Regions from separate parts of the Sus scrofa genome. Here region 1 is linked to region 2. A link is a contact called in public HiChIP or PLAC-seq data. All regions are on one chromosome and are shown on one strand. Each heading gives the region's core, a stretch centred on a gene start, on an enhancer-like site or on the middle of the called end of the contact. The rest is flanking DNA. Distances are from core to core; before and after follow the strand shown. Region 1 holds the start of NUAK2 (NUAK family SNF1-like kinase 2). Region 2 holds the start of TMCC2 (transmembrane and coiled-coil domains protein 2).

The links. HiChIP or PLAC-seq counts read pairs in DNA pulled down with a chosen protein or histone mark.
Region 1: a contact with region 2 is called in an H3K27ac HiChIP or PLAC-seq map of skeletal muscle. The contact joins the promoter of NUAK2 here to the promoter of TMCC2 in region 2. A contact is called at or near these places in 2 of 5 promoter capture datasets (fetal liver and fetal skeletal muscle), 3 of 47 Hi-C or Micro-C datasets (embryonic fibroblasts, fetal liver and skeletal muscle) and 1 of 2 datasets of contacts at active chromatin or transcription factors (skeletal muscle).

Annotation. Positions count from the first base shown.
Region 1 is chr9:65,996,928-66,003,576 of Sscrofa11.1, reverse strand. It overlaps NUAK2 (NUAK family SNF1-like kinase 2), which reads left to right and starts at 1,912. Exons shown (of 8, transcript XM_003357391.4): 1 at 1,912-2,212. The coding sequence starts at 1,967.
Region 2 is chr9:65,906,950-65,914,310 of Sscrofa11.1, reverse strand. It overlaps TMCC2 (transmembrane and coiled-coil domains protein 2), which reads right to left and starts at 4,136. Exons shown (of 5, transcript XM_021063276.1): 1 at 3,413-4,136. The coding sequence starts at 3,619.

The DNA.
Region 1 (6,649 bases), core at 663-3,162, 91 kb before region 2:
ACTAAAATTCGTGTCTCAACACTCAGCCCTGTGCTTGCTCTTTATTACCCATGCTTCCTCTTGACAGCCCTAATCTATCTGGATGGCCCCAGCTACCTGGACCCTAGGAATGATGTAGATCTAATTGGGGAAAGGAGACAGGTGATCAGGGGAACTGTCCCCTGGGCCTCATTCTCTTTTCACGGGTAACCCAGAGCCAGAGGGGAGGCTGGGGAGAGAAGAGTGCCAAACCGGCTACCACCTCCTATGACCTTCAAGATTTGGGGAAAGAGATTGGTTTCCTGCATAAGAGTGTCCTCTTCTGCCACAAAGGAGGCAAAGGGCCCCATTCTCCATCCCTAACTCACAATAGAAAGGATCAAAGGATCAGTAGAAGTAGGAAAGTAGGCAGATGCTAAATACAAAATTCAATCCCTGAGGATCTGGTCCTTCTTGATCCTCAGGGCATCCTGAATACACAGCTGGAGGCACCATCCTTCTGGTGCTTGTGAATCCCATCTCTGCCAGTTTCTCACCAGTTGTGTGGTCTTGACAGAATAATACCTCCTTCATAGGAGTGGGCTACCATGAAGCCTCAAGGAGAAATGTTCCTTTCTCCCCACACTCTCCACATTTAAAGGAAGAAGGGGAGCCTACGGATATTCTCATTTCACTCTAAATGACACTCAGAATGGGGATTCTGGACCTGGGGATTCTGCCCCAGGTCTTAAAAACCAAGCCACACCTCATGATCTACCTGGCTCCAAAACCACAGAAAGAAAAACTTAGGTGGGCAGCTATTTACTGGTTTAACAACACAAGTTGTATAGGAGGAGTGTATTGTATTTTTTAAATGTTTCCCGGAGTTCCCATCGTGGCTCAGCAGTAACAAGCCTGACTAGTATCCATGAGGATGCAGGTTCAAACCCTGGCTTTGCTCAGTGGGTTGAGGATCCGGTGTTGCTGTGAGCTGTGGTGTAGCTCAAAGACAAGGCTCAGATCCCACAGGGCTGTGGTATAGGCCAGCCTCTGTGGCTCAGATTCAACCCCTAGCCTGGGAAATTCCATATGCTGTGTGCGTGGCCCTGAAAAGACAAAAAAAAAAACAAACATAGCAATGAATAAATATCTCCTTTTGGCTCTCTCTACCTCCTTCCAACATTTCATAAATTCTACCACATTTTGAGAATTTGGTACTTCTACTCAGCCCTAGAAGCCTTCTTTGGTGAAGTACTTTTTGGAACCACATTTTGGGGATACAATTAAGGTTGATCCAACTGAGGAGAGGTGAACTCAAGAACCCTGGAACAGCTCTCCATCAGCCCTTCCTCTTGACTGCAGTCTGTCTCCATCCCATTCCGTCCCTCCTTCCTCCTTATGGCCTTATCCAAGTGGTTAAGTGACTGTATAGATTTCTGCTAGAAAGAAGCAAAGCTCTCAGAACGGAGAAACACGTTGGAGACTTCTAGTACTGTCATATTGCCCCTTGCTAACTGAGAACAGCAAATAGAAGGGGAACAGGTGGCTCTAACCAGGACCAAGAGGTTCTCAGAAGCAAGAGCAGTTTCAGGGGCCCTCAAAGGTTCCGGACCCCAGTAGCGTCAACAGCAGTAGCCTCTCCCCTCCCCCCCTCCGAGTAGCCGCCACTGTTGTCCACTGTTCCTTTGCCTGCCCCTCAGGGGCCCAGGTGGGCGGGGCTCCATTGACACCTTTCCCTGCGGCGCGGAGGGGAGGAGGCGTGGCCGGAGCCAGGGAAGCCAGTGTGGGCGGCCCTGGTTACACGCAGAAGGGAACTGGCCAATGGATGGACACTGGGGGGCGTGGCCAGAGCCTCCGGCTTGGGGCGTTTATAACAACTTGGAATGCGGCGCCTGGTCGTGCGCGCTGGTGTGGCCGTGGGTTCCCGGCCGGGGTGTAAGACGGGTTCCCCAGCTCTACCTCTCCCCGTGCAGCCAATTCCCCCTCTGCCCTCGCTCACCTGCTCGCCATGGAGTCCTTGGCTTTCCCCCGGCGCCTCGGCCCGGGTCCCTCGGCCACCGCTGCCCTGGCAGCGGAGCTTGTTCGGCCTTTGGCCGACGGGCTCCTCAAATCGCCCAAACCCCTGATGAAGAAGCAGGCGGTGAAGCGGCACCACCACAAGCACAACCTGAGACACCGCTACGAGTTCCTGGAGACCCTGGGCAAGGGTACCTACGGGAAAGTGAAGAAGGCTCGGGAGAGCTCGGGGCGCCTGGTAAGTGCACTTCCCTGTCCCGGCGCGCCGTGCCGGGCTCCGGGGCTCTTGGGGTCTCGGGGCTTGGCCGCCAGCGGAGGGTGATGGAGGGTGGGACGAAGGCTAGTGCCTTGCTCCGTGGAGGGGCCCGCATTGTCTTTACTGCACCAAGGTTGCGTATGTGTATGGGTTGCTGGTGGTGTCCGCTGTAGTTCTTCTCTCTGATATTGCAGTGCTAATGGTCATGGACCTGAGAACCCCAACAGCTCAGCATATGATGATTGCCAAATGAGTGAGGCGGGGCGCATAGAGGACGAGGAATAGTGTTCTGTCTTGGGATGAGAAAGCTCCTAAAGAACGAAAATGGGTTTTAAGTGGAATTTTTGCTGGTAACAGACTATCTATCCAATAGACTGGGATGGGAAAGGAAGTAGAAAACACCTGATCTTAGAAGGAGGTTAGTAAAAGTGTGTCGTTGAGTACATGAATGAGGTAACTAATTCCTCAATTAAGTGTGGATAGTTCCGCAGCCCAGCACACTATGGAGATTACCCCCCACACACCACCACCCCATCAGGGGGTGCTAGTGAATTTGACCTTTAGGCCCTTTCCAGCTTTAAGACTGAGTCCAACTTTCATTATGATGGGTTTTTAATTCTGAGAATATGAAACCAAGCTCTGGTGCAAAGTCCACTGTGCGCCTCAGGATACCTTTGGGACTGGGGCCTTTTCAGGTATATGTCTTATTAATTTGGAGGGGGTGTATATATTCTGTGAGCAATTCACTTTATCTCTATGCGCTTGTTTCCCCTTCTGCAAAAATGAAATAAAATAGTCTCAGTCATGGATGCTTATGAGGACCGAATGAGATACAAATATGAATTTAAATTGTTCCTGAGATTGAGAACTGATATTTATATCTGGAAAAGAAGGCCAGCCCTGAAAGGATGGCAAGTTTCACCAAGTTAACAGTGGTTCCCAAACTTGAGTTTATGTACACAGGAATCACATGGGTGCTTGTTTAATAATTCCCTGCTTCCACGCTCAGAGGATTTTACTCAGAAGGTCTGGAAGGGGCCAAATCATCTATATTATAACAAGGCTTTTAGGGCAGGTGGTTTAGGGATTGTTTTGCCAAATCCAGTTGCATGCTGGGTGTGAGATGTGCCTGGATGTGTGTGTGCCCGTGTGTGTGGCCATGGTTTGCCTTATCAGCTATGGCAGCAGTCACCTCCCCAGATTGTTTGCTTTTGCAGCCAGTAGCTGGTTTGAAATTCGAGAAGTCATTTCATTGGCGAAGGAGAGTGGACTCTGGGGAAAGGAGACTGGATTATGGCCCCATCAATAGGACCGAGTATGTTTTTCCTGCTAACGCCTGGCACAGTCCCCAGTTGCCCGCTGCCAGGTTACAGCTATTGGGCAATCATGTACTTCCTGGCTTTCCTTTTCATTCCCTTTCTATAAAGTGTGAGGGCCTCGTCAGGCTCCAGGCTTGAGACTGCTGGGCTCAGGCTTTGTCAGGGGCTCAGCTGGAGGATAACTGCTTGTGGCTTGTGCCTCTTTTGGGGGACAGACTGGATTGGGGGAACTGGGATGGCCTGGAAACTGAGACTGAAGTTCAGAAATCCCACTGAGTTCTTGACCTAGGTCGCTGCATGTGTGTGTGTGTGTGTGTGTGTGAGTGAGAGAGAGAGAGAGAGTGAGGGAGAGAGAAAAAGAGAGATCTCATTGATTCTGGAGTGAGAGAAACCAGCTTTCAGTTTTCAAACCTCATTGGCTGTAGGCAGGGATTCCAGCTCTTATTACATCAGAACAGAGAGAATTCAGAAGGTGCTCTCTGGCCACTTGTACACAGGGAGCCAAGACCAGTAGGAGTGGGAACCTGCCCTAAAGCTCCCTGATCCATAGACGTGCCCCCACCCCACCCCCCGCAACCTTGCCATACTTCTGCTGGGAATCTGCTCAGGGTCTCCCTCCTCCTTGGAGAGCAGCTCCCAACCCTCATGTTTTCTCAGTCTGGGGAGGAGTCCTCTTCTCCACCCCACCCCCATTCCTGCCTCTTCACTCTTCTCCCTGAAGAGGGACCCACCTGGTGCCTTGGGATCTTCAGTGGGGGACGGGGTGTGGGAGCAGCCCACCACCTCCCTCAAAGTGAACGGAGGTTGTTGAGGGGGGACTAGGTTCAGAGGAAAGCCTGCGGGGTGGGGTGTCTTCCATCCCATTTTCTCTCCGCTACATTTCCTATCCCCAGCCTTGCCCAGATGAGATTATCAGGGGCAGATGGGATTGTCTAGAGGGAGGGGCGGGCGGGCAGGACTAATGGCTGCTCCAGGAGGGCATTAAAGGAAAAACAAATATTTGCTCTGGATCTGCTAGCTCGGAGGACGTTCCTGGTATCCAGATGACATTTCCTCTTGTGATTCTTGTAGCTCTCCTGACCACGCCTCCCCCCTCAAACGAAAAACACCTGCTGGGGTCCCTGCAGTGGTGGAGTCTACAAAGGCCTTTAGGATGGTCTGCCTGGAATTCTTTTTTTTTTTTTTTTTTGGTCTTTCTGCCATTTCTTGCACCACTCCCGCGGCATGTGGAGGTTCCCAGGCTAGGGGTCAAATCGGAGCTGTAGCCACTGGCCTACACCACAGCCACAGCAACATGGGATCCGAGCTGCATCTGCAACCTACACCACAGCTCATGGCAACGCCAGATCCTGAACCCACTGAGCAACACCAGGAATCGAACCCAAAACCTCATGGTTCCTAGTCAGATTCGTTAACCACTGAGCCACAACGGGAACTCCTGCCTGTTATTCTTACCTCCACAAGGAGCATAAGGGGAAGCCAAATGGGCAGGGGTGCTACTGTCTCATTTATACATTGGATGGCTACATGGGATTTTAGAATGTTTGAGAATGACTGAGAGTCTGCTTCCCTCATTGACAGATGGGAAAACTGAGGCCAGGGAAGGCAGGTGACTTGTCCTATGGCTGGTGAATGGCAAGCCTGCAACCTAAGCTGCTGACTTGAGCACCGCAGGCACTAGATGACCAACACCGAGTCTGGGAGTTGGCTTTGAGCTGAGCCCAGGCTTGCCAGTGTGCTTTGTCATTCCAACAGACTGCCTTTCCCAGAGCTCCAGGCACGCTGAGGGTGGGAGGAGCCACAGGGAACAGCCCCCACCCCCACATGCACACTGACTCTCTTGAGGGATCCTGAGTGGGTGAACTATACAGTACATTAGAGGCTCAGACTTTGTCAGGAAGACTGCTCAGCTCAGCATCAGCGTGCAAGCCGTCCAAATCCTGGCTCTCCTGCTCCGTAGCCTTGTGACCTGTCCATATCTCAGTTTCCTCATCTGTAAAGTGGGGATTATAATAATTCCTACCTCGTGGGGTTCTCATAGGATTAAATAAGATAACATATGCAAGTACTCAGCATAGTAACTGACACACAGGTTTATGACCCCGGCAAGGCTGGCTTTGTCGAGGTGCTACCCTCCCTCTTTGGGTGGGGTGAGGTAGTGGGAGAGTCCCTCCAGAGTCTGTCCTGCTCTGGACGGTTGAATGGGCCATGCTGGAATTCCCCAAGCCAAACCACTTTGGTCTCTGCTTTGTTCAGAGTTCCAGGCTCTCCTTCAGCTCCTGATCCAGAGAAGAGCTCCTGCCTGGCCAGCAGCCAACAGCCTCTTCTGCATGACGCTGCCCTTGCGGCTTCTCCTGCACCTGCCTGCTCAGTGGCAGGGAGGGAGTCTCCAGCTGCAGGCGACTCTTGTCCTTGGGCTCTTGCTAAACCACACAAGAGGGCTGGACGGGGAAGCGCCTTGCCCAGCGACCTGGCTGAGTGGGAAGGAGGCTGGCAAAGAGGGGGTGGACACTGCATGGGGTTTAGGGGAGGTGGCTCAGACCCCCTTTGAGCTCATTCCTGCTCCCTCCCTGGTTTTCTGGCAGGCTTGGTGAGATGGTGAACCACTCCCACCCCATCAGGGCCATCCCCACTTTGCCAAGCCCAGGCCAGCCCAGCCCAAACTCTCCGTTATCTAAATGGGTCATCCTCCAGCTCCTTGCCCTGCCTCCCAGAGGCAGCTTCTCTTTGAAAGGCCAAAAAAAGAGTCAAGGGTCTTGGCTCCAACTCAGGGCGATAGCCATGACCAGGGATGCCCAGCTGGTACTCTCTCTCCCAGCACCTGAAATGAGTGTCTATAGATCTTTTTCTAAGACCTCTCTGCCATCCTCTGTTGAATCCAGATTATTCTTTTTTTTTTTTTTTTTTTTTTTTTTTTTTGTCTTTTTAGGGCTGCACCTGTGGCATATGGAGATTCCCAGACTTCGGGTCGAATTGGAGCTGTTGCTGCCAGCCTACGCCAGAGCCATAGCAACACCAGGTCCCAGCCATGTCTGTGACCTACATCACAGCTCACGCACGGCAACACTGGATCCTTAACCCACTGAGCGAGGCCAGAGAT
Region 2 (7,361 bases), core at 2,887-5,386:
CGGCCTATGCCAGAGTCACAGCAACGCCAGATCCAAGCCACGTCTGCAACCTACACCACAGCTCATGGCAATGCTGGATTGTTAACCCACTGAGCTAGACCAGGGATAGAACCGCAACCTCATGGTTCCTAGTCAGATTTGTTAACCACTGAGCCATGACGGGAACTCCTTTTTTTTTTTTTTTTTTTTTTTTGGTTTTTTTTAGGGCCGCTCCCTCAGCATACGGAGATTCCCAGGTTAGGAGTCCAGTTGGAGTTGTAACCGCCAGCCTACACCACAGCCATAGCAACTCAGGATCCGAGCTGCATCTGCAACCTATACCACAGCTCAAGGCAACGCCAGATCCTCAACCCATGGAGCAAGACCAGGTATCAAACTCTCATTCTCACAGATACTAGTCAAGTACGTTAAACGCTGAGCCACAACAGGAACTCCCATTTTCAGGCTATTTTTCAATTACACTTTTTTTGGGGGACTGTGTCTGGGGCAGGTAGAAGTTCCCAGACCAGGGATCAAACTCGAGCCACAGCAGTGACACTGCCAGATCTTTACCCCACTGAGCTACCAGGAAACTCCTCAGTTACAGTTTAATGATGGCTCCTTTAAGATTGCTGCTTAACTATTTTTCCTTCCTTTCACGCCTCACCCCATAATCACAGATCTCAGGCACCACAGAGGAAATTTATACGGCAGTGCTCATAACACTGCAGGACCACAGAGAGAGACCACAGCAGCCCCTGAAACCCCTGGCTGCCACTTGTTAGGGCACATCCAGACCAAAATTCTCTCCTCTGGAGTTCCCGTCATGGCTCAGCAGAAACAAATCTGACCAGCATCCATGAGGATGCAGGTTCAATCCCTGGCCTCATTCAGTGTGTTAAGGATATGCCACAGGGGCTGCCCTAAAAAAGCAAAAAAAAAAAAAAAAAAAATTCTCTCTTCTCCCCACACCCAACTTTCACAGAGGTGCTTCAGACAAAGCCTCTTCTTTTTTTCCCCCCTTTCTCAAGATGACTTTCTCCATTGCACTATCTGTCACACCGCCTGGAGCTGTCACAAGAAAACAGAAGTGGGATTAAGGGACCAAAAGTTCCTTTCTCCAAAGTTTAAAATGAAAACAAAAGCAAACCAGAACAGCTGGTCGCTCCAGGCCAAACACAAGTGTGGGGCAGAGGGTGTTAAAAATCAAACTGACCCCTTTCTGGTACTACCATCAAATCTAAAACAAGCTAGCTTCTACCCAGTGCCAGAGCCAATGATGGAATTTTTCCATCACTGGAAAACTGCGCCAGCACAGGAGAATAAGCTTGGACACCCTTCAATATTCCTAGTCCCTCTCCCGAGAAAAAGATTCAGAAAAGTTGATGATTTGCCTGAGATCACACAGCACATCAAACGGCGATAGCCCCCAAGTTCCTGTCTGGTTCTGAAGTCCCTACCCTGTAAACACAGGATACGGCAGACAGAGATAAGACCCTGCTTTCTCCCCCATGTGCCCACTGAGCCGGCAGCAGCTAGTTTCTCTCTGTGCTGCCAGCCTGGGTCCACATGGCTGCAATCACCTCAGTGCTATGTTTTCCGGTGCTGGTGGAGGACGACTTGGAAGGACAAGGGCTTTTCTCACATCTGATCTCAATTTGGGTTCAGGGAAGGTCAGCGTTTAATAGCGAGTGTAGAGTTGTTGCTATATCTGCCTCAACCAGAACAAGTGTCACGAAAAAAAAGACAGAGAGAGAGGAGAAAATAGAGGGTGGAGATGAATGAGCTTCTTCCAGCAGCTTTATCTACAAAGACAAAGACACTGCGGCCCCCACACCACAACCAGTCCACCTTCCCTCCTGAAGGCAGCTGGAGGAAATGAATGGAACTGGCAGTTTCCAACGGCCTGAGCTGGAGACGCCAAGGCTGCTTCTCGTGGACTCAGGGTAAGGGTCCTATCTGCTCAAGGAGTCAAGGTTTGTTGGCCGCACTCATCTGGATCGGCCCAGAATGAAGCTGAAGTCTGCAGGGGGAGGCTGGCCCCCTCCCTGTATCAGCATTAAAGGCACCAGCTCATTGTAAACAGGATCCACACCTCTGGATCACACAGGGTGGGTTCAGAGGTGGCAGCTGGGCCAGGCACCAAGGACTTCTTGTGCACAGCCTACCCAACGGAGCTCATCTTTAGACAAGAGGCTGACCCTACACCTCTGAAAAGGACAACAGCGAAACCAGAGGTCCCATTCGAATAACTACCACACATTTTCAAAAGGGCACACATGGGGGTCGTTGGTCCCCTTCTCACCCCTCCCCGAGGAATACAGACAGGTGACACACACAGGTAAGAGCACACTCACCTGCGCTCTGACTTCCTGACTCTGTGCCGCTCAGGCCAGACGAGGAATGTCATTGGTTTATTCTGGCAAGCTCCTTAGCGGCCGCTGCCATAGGATACAGGCTTTATTTAACATAACGGAGTCCTTCTGCTCCCCTAGCCAAGGCCTTGCACCCCCTCAGGAGAAAATCTCCCCGAGGCATCAATCTCCAAGGCATCTAAGTTCCTTCCTTGGGCTGACATCTCTCTCAGCACCGTGGTGAACGCGCTTGAGAAGCCTGAGTCTGCAGTCCCTGTGGCAGCTCCAGCAAAGGTGCATTATTTATCACAGCTGCTGATTTAATTAATACAGAGACATATTTAATACAGCTTGATAATTATCTCAGCAATCTCAGGCCGGAAAATAAAGGACTCCCAGCAGCATGTGATCGCTTCTTTCCGATTCTGGTTCTAACTGCCGGCTCAGCATGTGTGCAAGTTGAACCGAGGCCCCAAACCAGCCCAAGCACTGAGCTAGCAGCCACCTGTCAGTTCTCCACCCTGGGGGTTGGTTTAGCAAGCGGGCTGGGATCTCCAAGCACTAGCTTAACCTCTGGCTCCACCTAACGGCAAGAAATCCACACTCCCCTTTCACAGATGGACAAACTGAGCTTCAATCCAGGAAGGTCCCAAAAGGAGGAAACTAATTCAGCATAGGCAGCTAATGGTCCTCAGCTTGGCCTCCCACGCTGTAATTTTCTTCCCCTGTCATCTTACAGGAGGAAAAGTGATGACAACTTTTTAGTTAGCATCTTGGATTTCTCCAGCCCCTTTGTCTGCGAATAGCACTTCACACACATTATTCGAACAATCTCAGATGGGTGAGTCACTAGAGCGTCTGCTGAATAAAGAGGCACAAACACAGAGGCCTGCAATGAGCTGAAAGACTGAGGCACAAATGGTACCTGATGTCCAGCCCAGGATCTGGCCGAACATTTGCTCCTCCTCTCTGACCTTTGTCTGGCTTCCCCATCACTTTTATCCTGTTAAAGTACTTCTGCGTGAGGCGAGGAAAGCTAGGTCGCCGGCTGGGCTCGCCAGGGGAGGGTCTGCGCTCACCTTTAAATCAGGAGGCTTGCTTCGGGGACCCGGGTTGGGTGCCGCGGCAGCGCCCGCATCCGAAGTTGGCCCGCCGGCAGAGTTAGCACCCGTGGCCTCCCCAGGCCGGAGATCTGTGCCCGGCAGGTGGCAAGCAGCATCTTCCAGCCCAGCTCCATCCTCCTCGCCCTGCTGTTGCTGCAGCTCGTCCGATTTGCACCTCTTCATGGTGTATGTGGGTCGGCAAGGGGAATCTGTCCTTCCAGCGCGCCGTCTTGGGGGAGACCGCACCCCCTCTTACACTCAGAAAGGAGGCTCGGGGTCTAAATTATTAACGAGGAGGGGAGTCGGCAGATCACAATTTCTTGAATTAAAAAAATAAATCTTTCTAAGGGATGGATGAGGGAGGGGCGGGGTGGGGGGGAAGCCTTGGTTACAGCTTGGAACAGTTCATTACGACCTGGGGAGCGGAGGCAGGTCACAATCGAAGCTGGGCAGCAGGAGTCCTTGGGCAGTCATTGGAGCGGGAGGAGGAAGGCAGCCCCCGGCCCCTAAACTTTCTGCTTCTGGGCATGGGCAGGGCGGAGGGGAGCTGGGCGGCACAGCGCATCCCTCCCGGCGGGCCGGGCTGCTGGGCGAGGCAGGCATGGGGCAGCCGGCCAGGCAGGTCCTCGTCGGCCACCCTCGGCGCCGACTGCGGCCCCCCGCCCTGCCGCGGGCCCCTGCCGGGCACCGGCGGGCGGTGGAGAACGCCGCCCGCCCCGCCCCTCCCCCGCCCGCGCGCCCCGCTCCCCGCCCGCCGCGCCGCGCCGCGCCGCCTGCTGCAAAGCCGCTGCCGCGGCCCTTGCCAGCGGCGAGCGCGCAACCTACCCCGCCCGTTGCCTCGGCCCGGGGAGGGGAAGGCGAGGCCAGAAGGGAATGACAACGCCAACCGGCCAATGGGAAGCCCGGAGGGCTGAGGGGGGTGTCGCGCGGCCACGTTTTTAGGGTTGGTTGCACCGTGCGGTCCCCCAAGACAGATCTGGAGGGCTAAGCTGCTGCGTTTTAGCATTGCAGAGAGCGAGCTGCGGAGTAAAGAGGCAGGCGGCGGGCCGACGGAATGGGGTATTAGCAGACGCGTGAGGGACCCTCCCAGGAGAGGCTCTGTCGAGATTTCCCCCACCCACTCAGTTTATTTGGCGGAGAAAAGGCGCAATAGGGATGCTTATCGGTTGCTCCTTTCTTTGGTCTAACTTTGCACATTGTAACATCTCTTCAACGAGGAAGACGCCAACCGCCGCTAAGGCACCTGATCTGAAACACGTACGGATGCTTGCATTCGGAGCTGCAAATGCAATGGGAAGGAAGCTGCTGTTCTTCGGCCCCATGGCCACTTCCCTCACTTTTAGTAAACTGCCTCACCAGTCTCAGCTTTGTGCTCAGAAACGAGAAAGTATTTCATTTTTGAACAGAAAAATGTATGCGAGAGTTCTTGCAAATTGTGAAGTAGCTTTCAAATAAGAAAGGGTATTAATAGCAGGAGGTTGAGACATGGAAGAGAGAAAAGGAATGCAGTCTCTTTCCCCCATAAATCTCAGCCAAACTGCTCTGAGTAATCTGCAGGCAGAAGAGAGCAAACACTGGGGTTATGAAGATAAGGACCCTGGTAGTAATAACAACCCCATCTGAGTGCCTACTGTGTGCTCGCTGTGGATGCGGTGGTTTGTGCCTACCCAGCAGCCTGGACCTCTCAAAAGTCTGGTTCTGGAGACCAGCAGCATCAGCAGCATCTGGAAACTTGATACAAATGCACATTGCTGGGCAACAACCAGACCTACTTGAATCAGAAATAATAGGCCCCCAAATCTGTTTTAACAAGCTCTCCAGGTAAGTCTGATGCAAGTTAACATTTGAGAACCAGGGGTCTAGACTGTAATGAAGGGGCCACTCAGTCTGTGAGTCACAGTGATCTCTAAAGCATTTCACAGTGTACCAGTCTCTTTCACACGCATGGTGCCATTCTAGCCTCACTTCAGTCCTACTAGTCTGTGAGTTTCCGGACTCTGTCCTGTCTTCCCATTCCAACCACTCATTTGAATGTGTGTCCTAGAAGAGCCTACGTTGTTAAGAATTTACTTCAGTGAGGCAGCTACTTTCTAAACGAGGCAGCACTGTTTTTAGAAAACAGGAATTTAGGATGGGCTGGAAATGTAGAACCACCCCCACCTCCACATCACCAGGCCACAAGCCTTTAGCATTTTGAAGAGTGATGGAAAGGAAGGATGCCAGTGAAGACCATGGCAGGACTAGACAGACCCAACAGGGGCAGGTGCACTCGGTGCCAGATGTCAGAGTCTGCTGTAACAGCCCAACTGGCCCCAGAGAAGTGCAGGGACCCTCAGACCCTGGGCGGGGTCTTGGGAAGCAGTGGCCAGCACGTGGTGAGCACACGTGGACACATGTTCATGACCTGACTCTAGGCTGAAGAAGAGTAAAGGGAGTTGGTGTGAAGCTTTAAGGCAGTAGAGAGCAGTATCATTTTGAATTATGCCTCATTTCCATACTAGGTTGGAGTTGACCTTAAGTTTGACCTTTGCATGTCCATGTACTTATAGCATGATGGCCAGATTTCCTGTTAGTGGCCATATGTAGCAAGGTGTAATTCAGGTCAACAAAAAATTGTGTGTTTCAGGAAACCAGCCAACACTTTACACTCCATTTTGGAGAGGCAGTGTAGTATAGAGGTTAAGAGCTTAGACTCTTTGTGGCTAGACTGCTTGGGGGCAAATCCTGGCTCTTGCTGTCCACTGACCATGTGATTGGAGGCAAGTGGTCTAACCTCTTTAAGCCCCGGTTTCCTCATTTAGAAATGGGGATACCAACCAACCTTATAGAGTATTGGGCAATATGTGGAAAGCACTTAGAAACTGCCAGTCATAGAGTGAGGGCCATAGCTGTAAATAGAGATGTCATCTAGCTTCAAAAAGTTGAACGTTCCACTCCAGTGATTCTGTCCTTGGGAATTCAAGTGTGTCTCACCCATTTCTAATTTTCACTGAGTGTCATACTATAGAACAAATATACTACTGCCTAGGCAGTTTGGGTGAGAAGTTGTATAGAGAGCCGTGTGACCTGCAACCACCAGTCTGAAGCTGATGACAAATTTTCATGAGCCGTAGTAGATGCTTGAGTACTTAAAATAAAGGGAAGGTGAAAAACTTTGATTGGAATTTTGTTGAAAGGACTAGATCATTCTATTCTTCTAGGTTTCTTGGGGAAATATAGGCACACAACTATATTTTGATATAAGACAAAAATTTACAGATTTACAATACAAGAATAATATTCTGAATGTGGGAGTAGTAAAAATATTACCGTTTTGCTTTGGCAACCACTAGTTAATTACAGATAAATAACATGGTCTAGTGGGAAACCCCTGGTCTTGATGTTAGAAAATTCACGTAAAATTTCTGGTTCTGTTACTCTCTGGATGTTCTTGGGTGACCACATCACTTAACCTCTTTCACTCTTGTTTTCTCATCTGTAAACAAGGGCTCATAATATCATCACATGGTTTAATTATAAGAATTAAACTAGATAATGCATGTGAAAACTCTTGACACATAGTATGTGCTCAGTAAACCCGAATGAAATGAGAGCAGTTAACTTGTCCAAGCCCACTGTCTGCCACATGGAAAGGCAGGATTATCCCACTGAGCTTAATGCTTTTTGAATGGAAATGCCAGTTAGGCTGTCGAGAGAGGGCACTCCTGATAGTATCAAATTTCCTAAACTAGTAAATATATAAACAAGGAGAGTAAAGATCAGGGTTATGGAATCCTGTTATCCTTGTCAGTAGCCAGTTCATTTAGCTTGAAAAACTGTTGAAGCTTTAATTATAGAGGATCAGGTGCCAAGATCAACAGGTAAGCATAAAATTTTTCTTTTTGTAAAAGCAGTTAAGTCTAAGAAATAAAAGACATCTCTTTCT